2 separate regions of the Mus musculus genome follow, and region 2 is linked to region 1. Evidence: chromatin contacts called from public promoter capture Hi-C data. All regions are on one chromosome and are shown on one strand. Each heading gives the region's core, a stretch centred on a gene start, on an enhancer-like site or on the middle of the called end of the contact. The rest is flanking DNA. Distances are from core to core; before and after follow the strand shown.

Region 1 (5,493 bases), core at 2,513-5,012:
CCTGCGGCCGGCCTGCAGGAAATAGTGGTACACAGTGCACAAACCACTTTCTGACTGGCTCTAAGGCCCACGCGAGATGGAATCTATAGTTGACAAGAAGCTGAGACTGGATAGGTCACAGGTGCAGGATAGAACCGACTATTACTATTCTGCTAAGGGAACATGGCAATAAAAGTCAGTGCTCAACCCTATTCAGAGAAGCCTCTTTCAGTGGTTGGTAATGAACATAGAAATCCTCAACTAGACAACATGCAGTGAGGAAGAGACATCGGAACACTCAGTCCCAAATGGGGTGCCATCATTAAATCTCTCTCAAGTCTGACCCATCTATATGGAAGATGAATCAGAAAAAACTCTAAAAGCCACAGGTGATGAATAACTCCAAGGAAACAGTGCTTCCCAGACACAATGAACTCAGAGACTGTGACAACATGCACAAGACTTACACAAGGTTAAGCCACACAAAATCCCAGCAGTGAGAAGGGGAGGCAGCACGAAGTCCCAACCCTAATCAAGAAGCTCTCTGCAGCTGATGTCTGTCGGGAAGGGGTAAATCAGTTTTCTCAGTGGAGTGTTACCAGGTATGTCAGCCACTCTTCAAGAGAGTCTCTAGGCTCTATGCTCAGTAGTAGCTGACAAATAAAAAAATGGACTTCGTGGTTTTGTTCTCGGTTTTGTGGGCTTTTTGTTGTGTGTGGGTGCTGAACATGAAGTTGGGTGTGTAGGGAGGTAAGGAGAATCTAAATTTGGTGAAAGGGAAAGAATATGATCAAAATATATTGTATGAAAATAGTATTTTAGCCGGGCGTGGTAGCGCACACCTTTAATCCCAGCACTTGGGAGACAGAGGCAGGCAGATTTCTGAGTTTGAGGCCAGCCTGGTCTACAGAGTGAGTTCCAAGACAGCCAGGGCTACACAGAGAAACCCTGTCTCGAAAAACCAAGAGAAAAAGAAAACAAAAAGAAAAAGAAAAAGAAAAAGGAAAAAAAAAGGAAAAAGAAAAAGAAAAGGAAAAGGAAAAAGAAAAAGAAAAAAGAAAAAAGAAAAAAAGAGAAAATAGTATTTTAAATAAAACCCCAAAACAAAATAGTAAGTTTCTGGAAGGGGCAGAGGACAGCAGCGTCAAGCACATGCTCCTTTAGCTTCAGCCACACACTACTAAAATCAGAAACACTCACTTTTCACTCCCATCTTCATGGCTTCGGGCCCAACGATAAGTTTCAGCATAGCCTGTGTATTCACTGTACTGTTCAGTACCTGAAACAAAACGTCTATTAACACCATTGACTTCAGACTCAAACCATTCTACCCAAGGTGATCAATAAGGTGAGAGTACCATTCTCTTTCTTTCTTACCCTCATCTTCTCAAGACAGGCTCTCTCTACATAGTCCTAGCTGTCTTGGAACTCACTACATAGACCAGGTGGAGACTGTCATGCTTACTACCTCTATTCAGAACTGTACCTGCAGAATGAGGTAGGACCACCCACTCACCACCCCCAATCCCTGCTGCCAAAATGCAAAAAGAGAAATAGAAGACAAAAAGAATGGGAAGGGATAAGCAGGGTTGGAGAAATAGCTCCATGGAATAGTATGAACAGAACCCTGGGCTTAAATCCAACACAAAATATCATAAAAGTAAAATAAAATAAGATATAAAACTGTCTTCTGGGTGTCATCATCCCAAAGAATTGCTGGGAGTGGGGCAAGGAAAAGAAAAACTCATAAATAAATAAGAGTTAAGTCAAAGATGTCTCTATATATTAACAGCAGACAATGAGGAAATGAAATACCAAACATCCATTAACACAGTGACAAAAACACCAATCACCTATGCAAACTGAGCAGCAGATGTAGAAGACTAAAAGAAACAAATAGAGAAACAGAGCATTCCTTTGAAGCAGAAAACTCTATATTATTACAAGGTTAATTCTTGATTATATAAAAATACAGACCTCATGAATAACTACATCATGAATAAGCATTTGAGACGGAGGACAAACACAAACATAAAACATAAAATGAGGACATCCCTAATCTCAGCACTTAGAAGGTCGAGGCTAGACCATCAGGAGTTCCAACTGGAGCATGAGAGACTCAAAAACAAACTCAAAACGAAAACAAACCTACTCATGAGACAGCTTCACTGTATGTATTTAGCCAAAGATTTCTTGAACTGGATAGAAAAAAAGCAGTGACCACAAGACTTATAAATGAAACAAAAACTATACTGGATCAAAATTCAAGTTACTGTCAATAAAACATTTTTAGGAAAAGCAGGCTTAGAGGAAAGATACTCACATGACAGGTATCTGACAAGGACTTATTCCAGAATATTGAAGAAGTCTCAAACACTAATCATAAAAACAAGCAGGTGCTAAGGGGGTTTAGAGATAGACTCCTTTCCAGCATGTATAAGGCCCCATGTTTAGACCCCAGCTAAGAAAAATAACACGAAATAAGTAAAACACAACTCAATTTACAAAAATGGGCAGAAATCATGAATGTATACCTCATATGGAAAGTACGAAGTTGGCAAACATCTTATGAAATAATGCTTAACATTATCAGTCATTAGCAATCACATTAAAACCAGAGTGAGATACCATAATAAATCTCAATGTATGGCTGAAACAGAAATGGCCACAAGAGAAGCCATGTGTTAATTCTTGTTGGAAAGCAGAGGCAGGTGAATTTTTGTGAGTTGCCGGCCAGCCAGAGTTACAAGATGAGACCTTGTCTCAAACCACAACAAAAACCCAAACAAACACAAGCAACCAAGCAAACAATGAAAAGGTTACACCAAGGGCTGATAAGGAAATAGGATAAGCAGAAATCTCGCACTACTGGTGAAACACATGGCACAATAATTTTGAAAAGTCTGGTATTTCTTATAAATTAAACATGAACAGTTTGAGCTGGAAATGTCACATGTAGGTTTTTACCGATAGAAAACAAAGATGTATACCAATAAGAATTGTACAGTAGGGGCAACAGTGATCAAGAGCATTGCCTGTTTTTCCAGAGGACTCAAAGTCAATTCCTAACCCTCACACAGCACCTCAAAACCCCAGTTCTAGGGGATCCGATGCCCTCTCCTGGCCACTGCAAGCTCAGGCATACAAGTGGCATACAGGCATAGATGTAGGCAAAGTACCCAAACACATGAAATAAAAATAACGTAAAGAATTGCTCAGAGGAATGTTCATAGCAGGCTTACTCACAAGAGCTACGCATCAGTCACAGGGAAACCAAAGAAACAGAAGCAATCAGATTCACTGCAAGGACTTGGCTCACACAACTCTGGGGCTAAATAAACAGCTTTAGCAAGCTGGCAGTGCCACTGTCCAGAAGAGGATTTCTTCTGGGAAGCTTCTCTCTTAACTGACTGAACTAGACCCTCACAGAACGAGGCAAATAACGTCCCTTCTTAAGTCTTAACTAAACTACTGTGGACTTTTAATCACATCTACAAATTATCTTTATAGGAACATATGAATTCAGTGTTTGATTACACAGAGGCTGTGGCTGAGCTGACACAAGCCCATAATAAACTTAAAATTAAGCCTGGCATAGTGTCTCATGAAGAAGCTGGGGATCACCACAAATTTGAGGCTACTTAGCCCACAGTGAGACTCTTTCTGAAAACAAATAGACACTCGAAGGTAAACAGTCCAAAAGTAAATGACCAGGACAATACAAACCCAGTGGGGCTTCCACAGAGCAGCAGATGCTACTCAGGATAAAGCCCAGAGCCAGGGAGCTCACACAGAGGGGTGTGGATCCTAGTTAGCACAAAGCACAAAGCCGCTACACACCCCAAACCCTCAGTAGGTGGACTCACTGATCTTTAGGAAATACATGATAAAATATTTAGGAGTAAAGGGGACTAATGTCTTTAATATACTCTTAAATATCGAGGAAAAGAAAATGGAGAGGAAAAGAGGTACGCTGGTAAATTTTTACAGATATGAAGCTGGGTGTGGTGACACACACCTGCAATGCTAACTCAGGAAGTTGAAACATAAGGATCCTGAATTCAAGGACAGCCTGAGTTACAAAGTAAGACCCTAAAATTCAATATGTTTTTCTTGTGATAACTCAGTAAGTTTGGAGTTTCTTCAAAATACATTATATGCATGCAAAAAGGCATATGAATGTAACATTATGAAAATTACTCTATTTTTAGTATATGATTTATAATTTCCCATAATAAAGGTTAAGTACTGCAGTTTCTAATGTATTGTTTAGCATACCACCTGTCAAAATAATTTTAAAGTAATTTATATCTTAGTTCCCATAAATTTACTTTGAATTTTTTTATGCTACAAACCAAGAAAACAAGTCTAATGTCCTTGACATTTCTTGTTCAGACCTGTAAGTATAGCTGGATGCTCTTGTATGTTCACATGCACAGAGCACACACAAAGCAAATGAAACAGAAAGCACCACACTAACTGAAGTTAAAATAGTAAGTTCAGAAGTACTCTACAGGGACACACAATGGACTCTTTAGACGCTCACACTCACAGCCAGGCAGCGGCTCTGAAGGCAGAGGCAAAGACACTGCTGGGAGTTTGCGAGCAGCCTTGATGACACATAAGACAATGTCTCAGAAAAGAAAGCCACATCTTCACAGATAGCACAGTGTGGTAAAAAGCACCAACTGACATTAGGAAACATGGGACCCACAGGTGAATCCTTACTGGTCATGTGACCCTGGCTAACCATCATCTGAAACTCAGGGTTATTAATAGTGCTCACTTTTTTTTTAATCCCATGAATCACTTAGAAAACTAAGTAAGACAAATGAAAACTCCTTCCAAACCATGTCAATGACCTTAACTTTGCAAAGCAGTAGAGCAAACAAATCGTCTACAGGAATGCCCCTGATGATGCTTTCTGTCTAGAAGTAGACAAGTCTCCCCTTTCCTGTTCATAACAGCAAAAGGCTGCCTACTATAACCTTGCAATTATGCAAACATATGTTTTGTCTTTTAAAAGCAAAATAGCTGAAAACTATAAAATAACAATTGTTAAGTTTCCACCTAAAATGAAACAGACTATTAGGCCAAATATCCTTCACTTAAGGAAAAATCCCGTCAAGAGTTCATGGCAGCTCTCTCCCCGCCGCATCTGGGTTCTAGGAAGATGGCGAAGGTCACTGAGCGTTACGATGTGACTTAGGAATAAATGTGAGATAAAATGAGAAAACGGCGAGAAGAAAACTCAAGAAACAGGAACAAATTATGGAGGTTGGAGAAGAATTAATTAGTGATTATGCTTCTAAGCTTGGGGTGACGATTGCAGTCCTAGACTAAGGTCGGGATGACTTGGCATTGTTTTGTCTTCAGGACTTAAGAAGACAATTCCCTGGCAGTCACAGAGTTAAACAATTAACAAGCATTCGATTTGAAGCTATGGAAAGATATGACGATGCTATACAACTGTATGATCGAATTTTGCAAGAAGATCCAACTAACACTGCTGCC
Region 2 (5,685 bases), core at 613-3,112, 240 kb before region 1:
GTGTGTGTGTGTACATACATGGCAAGAAAACAACATAATGTCCTTCAGAGATGCTTGAACAGAAAACTGTGCGGCAACCAGGAAAGGTGGAGAAGGCATAGCACTTTCATCTGCCTCTAGCTGGAGAGTGACACCTGGTGCCCACAGATACAAAAGGGAGTTGACAAAGAAGATAACTCCACAAGGAAGAAGCCTGGGCCTTTCCTTGGTCAAAGTTGGGATGGGGGAGGAATGTGAGAAGAATGAGTCTATCCATGAGAAATGAACACTGCAGGCGTGTGCTTTCCAAAATGATGGATTGGCAACACTCCAGTGCTGCCCAGTTCCCTCCTCTTGTAACCAGTAGGCCTTGGAGAAAAGTCATTCCTTGGGATGGTCAGAGAAGTGGTAGAACAAAGGAGTAAGAACTGAAAGGGGCCAAGAAGAGCAGCTGAAGTTAACAGCCTGGAGTTCATGGTGGGAGGGGAAGGAGGGCAAAAAGCTGTTTAGCTTCTAGCTATAGCCAGAAGAGAGCTTGCATGTGTGGGCGAGAGAATGCACATGGGGGTTGGGGGGAGTATAATGTAAAGAAGGATTTGATCAAAGCACTAAAGTTTCAGAGGTGAACTAAATCACACACTGACAAAATTACTGACTCAATCAAATGAGGCATGAGGCAGTTCCCCCTAGTCCCCTGGGAGGCCAGGCATTTAAAGAAAAAATGGCTTTAGTATAGATATATACAAGGGCAACTGTGGTGATGGCCATAAAAAGAAGTTACATAACTCGGCAATTAAGAGAGACCTAAGTAAAACTGTGAAGGTAAGGTGTGAGGTGGCCTCTCTGACAAAGTGTCACTCTAAAAGATTAATGAGATTTGATCAAGGTCAAAAGCAGAGTTAGCATCTCGAAATGAGATAATGAATAAAGGCTGGAACTCAGTGAGAACTTTGTAACCAAAATTCAAGAGCTGATTATAGTATTGCTCGCTGTGTAAATCTTTCAGTCGTTCCAGAAACATCTAAAAGTTACAAAGCTAGGAAACCAGACTTGTGACTTGGGTTTTCTACGGCCACAACCAAGCTGGATTAGGGTCTGGAGAGTTATCTGTACATAAGTACGGTGTTGAAGCGAGAAGGGACAAGTTACACGGGTCCGGGGGCGGGGGGTGGGGGGGTATGCTCTTAAATTATATTTCACTGAAATGGCTCTCAAAAAGTTTAAGGATGCGTGACAACAGCAGGACCCAATTAATGCTCGTAAAAGACCAGTTTTGGATAACAGAGAAATAGCAGTGCAGTGCTAATAGGATGAAGTCAGGAGGAAAAAGACGAGAGGGCTCGGAAGAGAAGGACAGCGGTGAAGATGACACCGCGAAGGGTACCGGGTTACAGCACTTACAGCTCTGTCCCTCCCACTCAACTTTGCATCTTACGGAAGGCGCCGGGTATGCACCACCCTGACTCTCCCTCTCAAGGACACCATCATCGTCATCCAGACCCACCAGAGCCCTGTAGGCCCTGCACGCCGGGCCCCATTCACAAACCCAGAAGCAAATGCAAGGGGCTGGTCCGCGCCCCCACTGCCCCGTGCCCTCCGCTCAGGTGAGAGCCGGCGCCACACGTCACTTCCGGTTTCAGGTGCGCCTGCCGGAAGATATCCGGCCCACGGGCGAAGCCGCGGCTCGCTCGGACGGGCTCCGCCGCAGAAGGCTAGACGCCCACGGCGCGGGGCCACAGCCTCATGGAGAGCCCGAGGCGCAAGTACTCTCACCCGGCCTTCTGTCCGGCTGCCGAACACTCACCCAGAACCACGCGGCTGCCCAAACGAATTCTTCGTCGCTACCGCCGCGACGGAGCGTTGAGACAAACCTTAGCGCATGCGCCCTAGGCCTGTGCTAAGCACCGCCTCTGGGGGCGGGCAGGACCAACGGCGCCTGCGCCTTGCTGAGCCGTTTGTAAGCAAGGGTTTGCCACGTGCGTTGACCAAAGGGAGCCGCGCGTGGCCTTTGTCCTGGGCTAGGTTGGACTGTGTGGTCAGTCTGTAGCCATTTGAGCGGCTTGTATCATTCTTGACAAATGTTATCTAGTTTTATGAATTAAAAGATATTAATAAGTTATTTCTCCGTCACCACCGGTGAAATAAGCCAATTTAAACCAGATTATACTAAAGGCAGGTTTATTGGAAGGCGGTTGTCTGTCGAGTTCACTGGCCCCAAGGGTTGAAGTCGCCATTGTGGGGGTGGGGGTCGTGTATGCGTAGAGAGAGAAGGAGAGAGCAAAATGCCTGGATTTTTTTGGGAGGAACCTCTGAGGGAAGGGCAGCCCAGGCCCTGGGCTGGGAAGTTCAGGGTTATGGGGCAGGGTATGCCAGGTAGGGACTGAGACATGGTATGCCAGGTACGGACTGAAGGATGCTGGGAAAACCTGGAGGCTTTGATATGTAAAATACGCATCTCAGTCCCTTGTCCCTGGGTCTGAAACCAAACTTTCTTTCTTTTCTTTTTTTTTTTTTTTTAAATTTGGTTTTTCGAGACAGGGTTTCTCTGTATAGCCCTGGCTGTCCTGGAACTCACTTTGTAGACCAGGCTAGCCTCGAACTCAGAAATCATTTTTAGAGAAAGAAAAGGGAGTCTGCCAATGAGTGACTAGCTAAAGGTGCTCAAATCCTTTGCTTTGACATCCTCACCTCACCGCCTTAGTCATCTGGCACATCTTAAAACCGAAGAGGAAAACGTACCTTTATGACCGCTCACCAACACCACCCCAAGACCTGGGCAGAGCACCTGAGTGCATGTACAACATGCAGGTCTACAACAGATGGCTTAACTACATTAAGTCACTTAATACTTGTTAACTAATATTAACTATCTAAGCCAAGTAGTAACATTCTTTACCCAACCAAGAATCCTGGAGGTGGTCTCGCTTAGGTGAGAATTTACAAAGAAAAAGCCCAGTTTCCCAAGAGGTAGCTGAATTAAACTGGGAACTAATTAGCCCAGAAATGCCAAGAATAGAGAAGGTGGAATTGTCAGGGTCCTTGGCACGAAGTCCAGTGTAAAGGCACAAAACTTTGGGGGGCAGTAGTGAGAGGCTCCTCACTGCCATCCCCAGCAACCCGCCAGTTTATGAAGCAGAGTCAAAAGATTTCATTAAAGACATTTTAATCAGGGCTTAAGCTCAAAGGTTAAGGAAAGGAGGGGCTCTGCGAAGCAAGTGAAACACACATATATTCGTGCTTCTCAGAGAGCCACGACTGTCATAGCATTAGCCAAATAAATATTACATCTCAAGAGATTGCTAAGAATTCTCTGCACACACCACCCCTCCTATTATCCTTCTCCTAGTAAATCAGATTATAAGGTAACTCTGGAGATACCTTGGGTAGAAGTAAAACCAGGCTTGAGCTGACCAGGTGGCCACCAAACCTCAGGACCTGAATCCTGTCTTCAGGACCCACATGGTAGAAGGAGAGAACCAACTCCCACACCTTGTCCTCTGAACTCCAGGCATGAACATTATCTCTGTTCTCCTTCTCCTGGTCTACTCCTCAAGCTTATAAAGCTAAATTATAAAACCCCTGCCTGTGCCTAGAGGGATGGGATCATTTCCCCTGGCAGTGGTCTCCGAGCCCGCTCTTCCCCATCTCTGCTCTCGCCTATACCTGTGTCTTTACCCAGGTGCCCGTCAAGGACTTCGTTTCCTAACTGTACCGGGGTATTAACAACACAGTTGGAACCACTGCTGTGCTTGTGAAGTTTCTTACATAGGTCTGATGGAAGACCTAACTGTATCACCTAACAACCCTGCCCAACATGAAAACCCACAGCTGACCCAGGCATGGTGGCTCGTGCCTTTAGTGCCAGCTCTTGGGAAGCATAGGCAGGGAATCTTAGTCCAAGGCCAAGCTGCTCTACAGAGCAAGTTCCAAAATAGTCAGGGCTACACAGAGAAACCCTGGCTTGAAAAATCAAAAGAGGAGGAGGAAAGTAGTTTATGGTAAGAGGATGGCTCCTGTGCCCACCTGAGTACTACAGACACCAGTCTCTAGAACCAGAATTTGGTCTGTGCTACCTGTGTCTTACAAAAGCCAATGAGAAGAGACAGGAATTTTACCTTCAAGTGCTCTACTCGGAGATTCTCAGCTAAAAGCTAAAAATGTCCTTGGTCCTGTCAGTAGCTTCATCCTTGTCAGAGGCCAAATATGCCACAATTGTTTAAGCCAAAATATTTTTGCCAGAAGTCAGGATGTAAGAAGGGAGGCCTGGGTTTGTTTGTTGCTTTTTTTTTTTTTTTTTTTTTCCTTATTTCTCTTCTCCTTAACCTGCACCCCTTCCTGGAAGCTCTATGCAACGCTATGACTGAAACTATAAACACTCATTTCTTAAAGAACTTTGAAACTATATTTCTGGATTTTCATGTTGAAGATGGGTTACATCCGGATCTGCTCCAAAATCTAGAGCATTAGATACATTGTCTCCCACCTTAAATCTAGAGCATTAGATACATTGTCTCCCACCTTAAATCTAGAGCATTAGATACATTGTCTCCCACCTTAAATCTAGAGCATTAGATACATTGTCTCCCACCTTAAATCTAGAGCATTAGATACATTGTCTCCCACCTTAAATCTAGAGCATTAGATACATTGTCTCCCACCTTAAATCTAGAGCATTAGATACATTGTCTCCCACCTTAAATCTAGAGCATTAGATACATTGTCTCCCACCTTAAATCTAGAGCATTAGATACATTGTCTCCCACCTTAAATCTAGAGCATTAGATACATTGTCTCCCACCTTAAATCTAGAGCATTAGATACATTGTCTCCCACCTTAAATCTAGAGCATTAGATACATTGTCTCCCACCTTAAATCTAGAGCATTAGATACATTGTCTCCCACCTTAAATCTAGAGCATTAGATACATTGTCTCCCACCTTAAAAGTTCATCCAGACGGGCCCATCAATCACCTGGCCAAGAAACCTGGGGTGGCCTGATTCACCGTGATAGAAGATGGCCAACTCTCCCCTTAATGAGTATATGGTTAGACTTGAGGGAACCCTTCTCTCCATTCACTCACAGAGCTCCCGCCGTGTGGCCCACACACTTCCTTGTCTTTTCTCTTTTCCTTTGGGATACTGGCAAAGCCCGGCCATAATTTCCCTGACATCTGGGCTTTGCCATTCATTCCCTTGCCCCATCTAAGCCATGTGGTGAATTGCGGACTTCCAGTACAAACAATATGGCTTTCTCTCTCCCTCTTTTTCATCTCCCTTCTCACAGTAGTGACTAGGTTAGTAGCTTTCCTGCCCTGACGTTTTTCTCTTACACTGCCCTCAACCTTCCTTTGGAGTTTGTTTCTGGTTTTTGTTCTTGTTTTTGTTTTGGGTTTTTCGAGACAGGGTTTCTCTGTATAGCCCTGGCTGTCCTGGAACTCACTTTGTAGACCAGGCTGGCCTCGAACTCAGAAATCCGACTGCCTCTGCCTCCCGAGTGCTGGGATTAAAGGCTTGTGCCACCACGCCCGGCTTTGGAGTCTGTTTCAAAATTCTTTTATTAACCCCCAAAAGGGGATCTCAGTGCCCCTAGTGACATATCTTATTCATGTAGTGATGTGTCACTTCCCACTTTGAGCCCCAAGTGAGAGAAAAAGGAATTGCAAAGCTTGCTTAATCATTCTTGGTAACACAGCCCCAGGGGGCTT

What was found. Promoter capture Hi-C pulls out the DNA fragments that hold promoters and counts their contacts.
Region 2: a contact with region 1 is called in a promoter capture Hi-C map of embryonic stem cells, with 2.3 times the contacts expected there. The contact joins the promoter of Ercc6 here to the enhancer-like site in region 1. A contact is called at or near these places in 5 of 39 promoter capture datasets (the 3T3-L1 cell line, embryonic stem cells, hippocampal neurons and 2 more), 1 of 115 datasets of contacts at active chromatin or transcription factors (embryonic basal ganglia) and 3 of 9 other capture datasets (adipose tissue, liver and pancreatic islet).

Annotation. Positions count from the first base shown.
Region 1 is chr14:32,267,395-32,272,887 of GRCm38.p6, reverse strand. It overlaps Parg (poly (ADP-ribose) glycohydrolase), which reads right to left. Exons shown (of 18, transcript NM_011960.3): 14 at 1,180-1,258. It also overlaps the pseudogene Gm7707. Among named protein-coding and RNA genes, the nearest start is that of Ogdhl, 52 kb to the left of the region's middle. Within about 2 kb of position 3,762, at least 6 of the 459 cell types and tissues checked have an H3K27ac peak or open chromatin away from gene starts, as enhancers often do. A contact at or near this core is called in embryonic stem cells, where this site is marked.
Region 2 is chr14:32,509,698-32,515,382 of GRCm38.p6, reverse strand. Ercc6 (excision repair cross-complementing rodent repair deficiency, complementation group 6) reads right to left here and starts at 1,862. Exons shown (of 21, transcript NM_001081221.2): 1 at 1,784-1,862.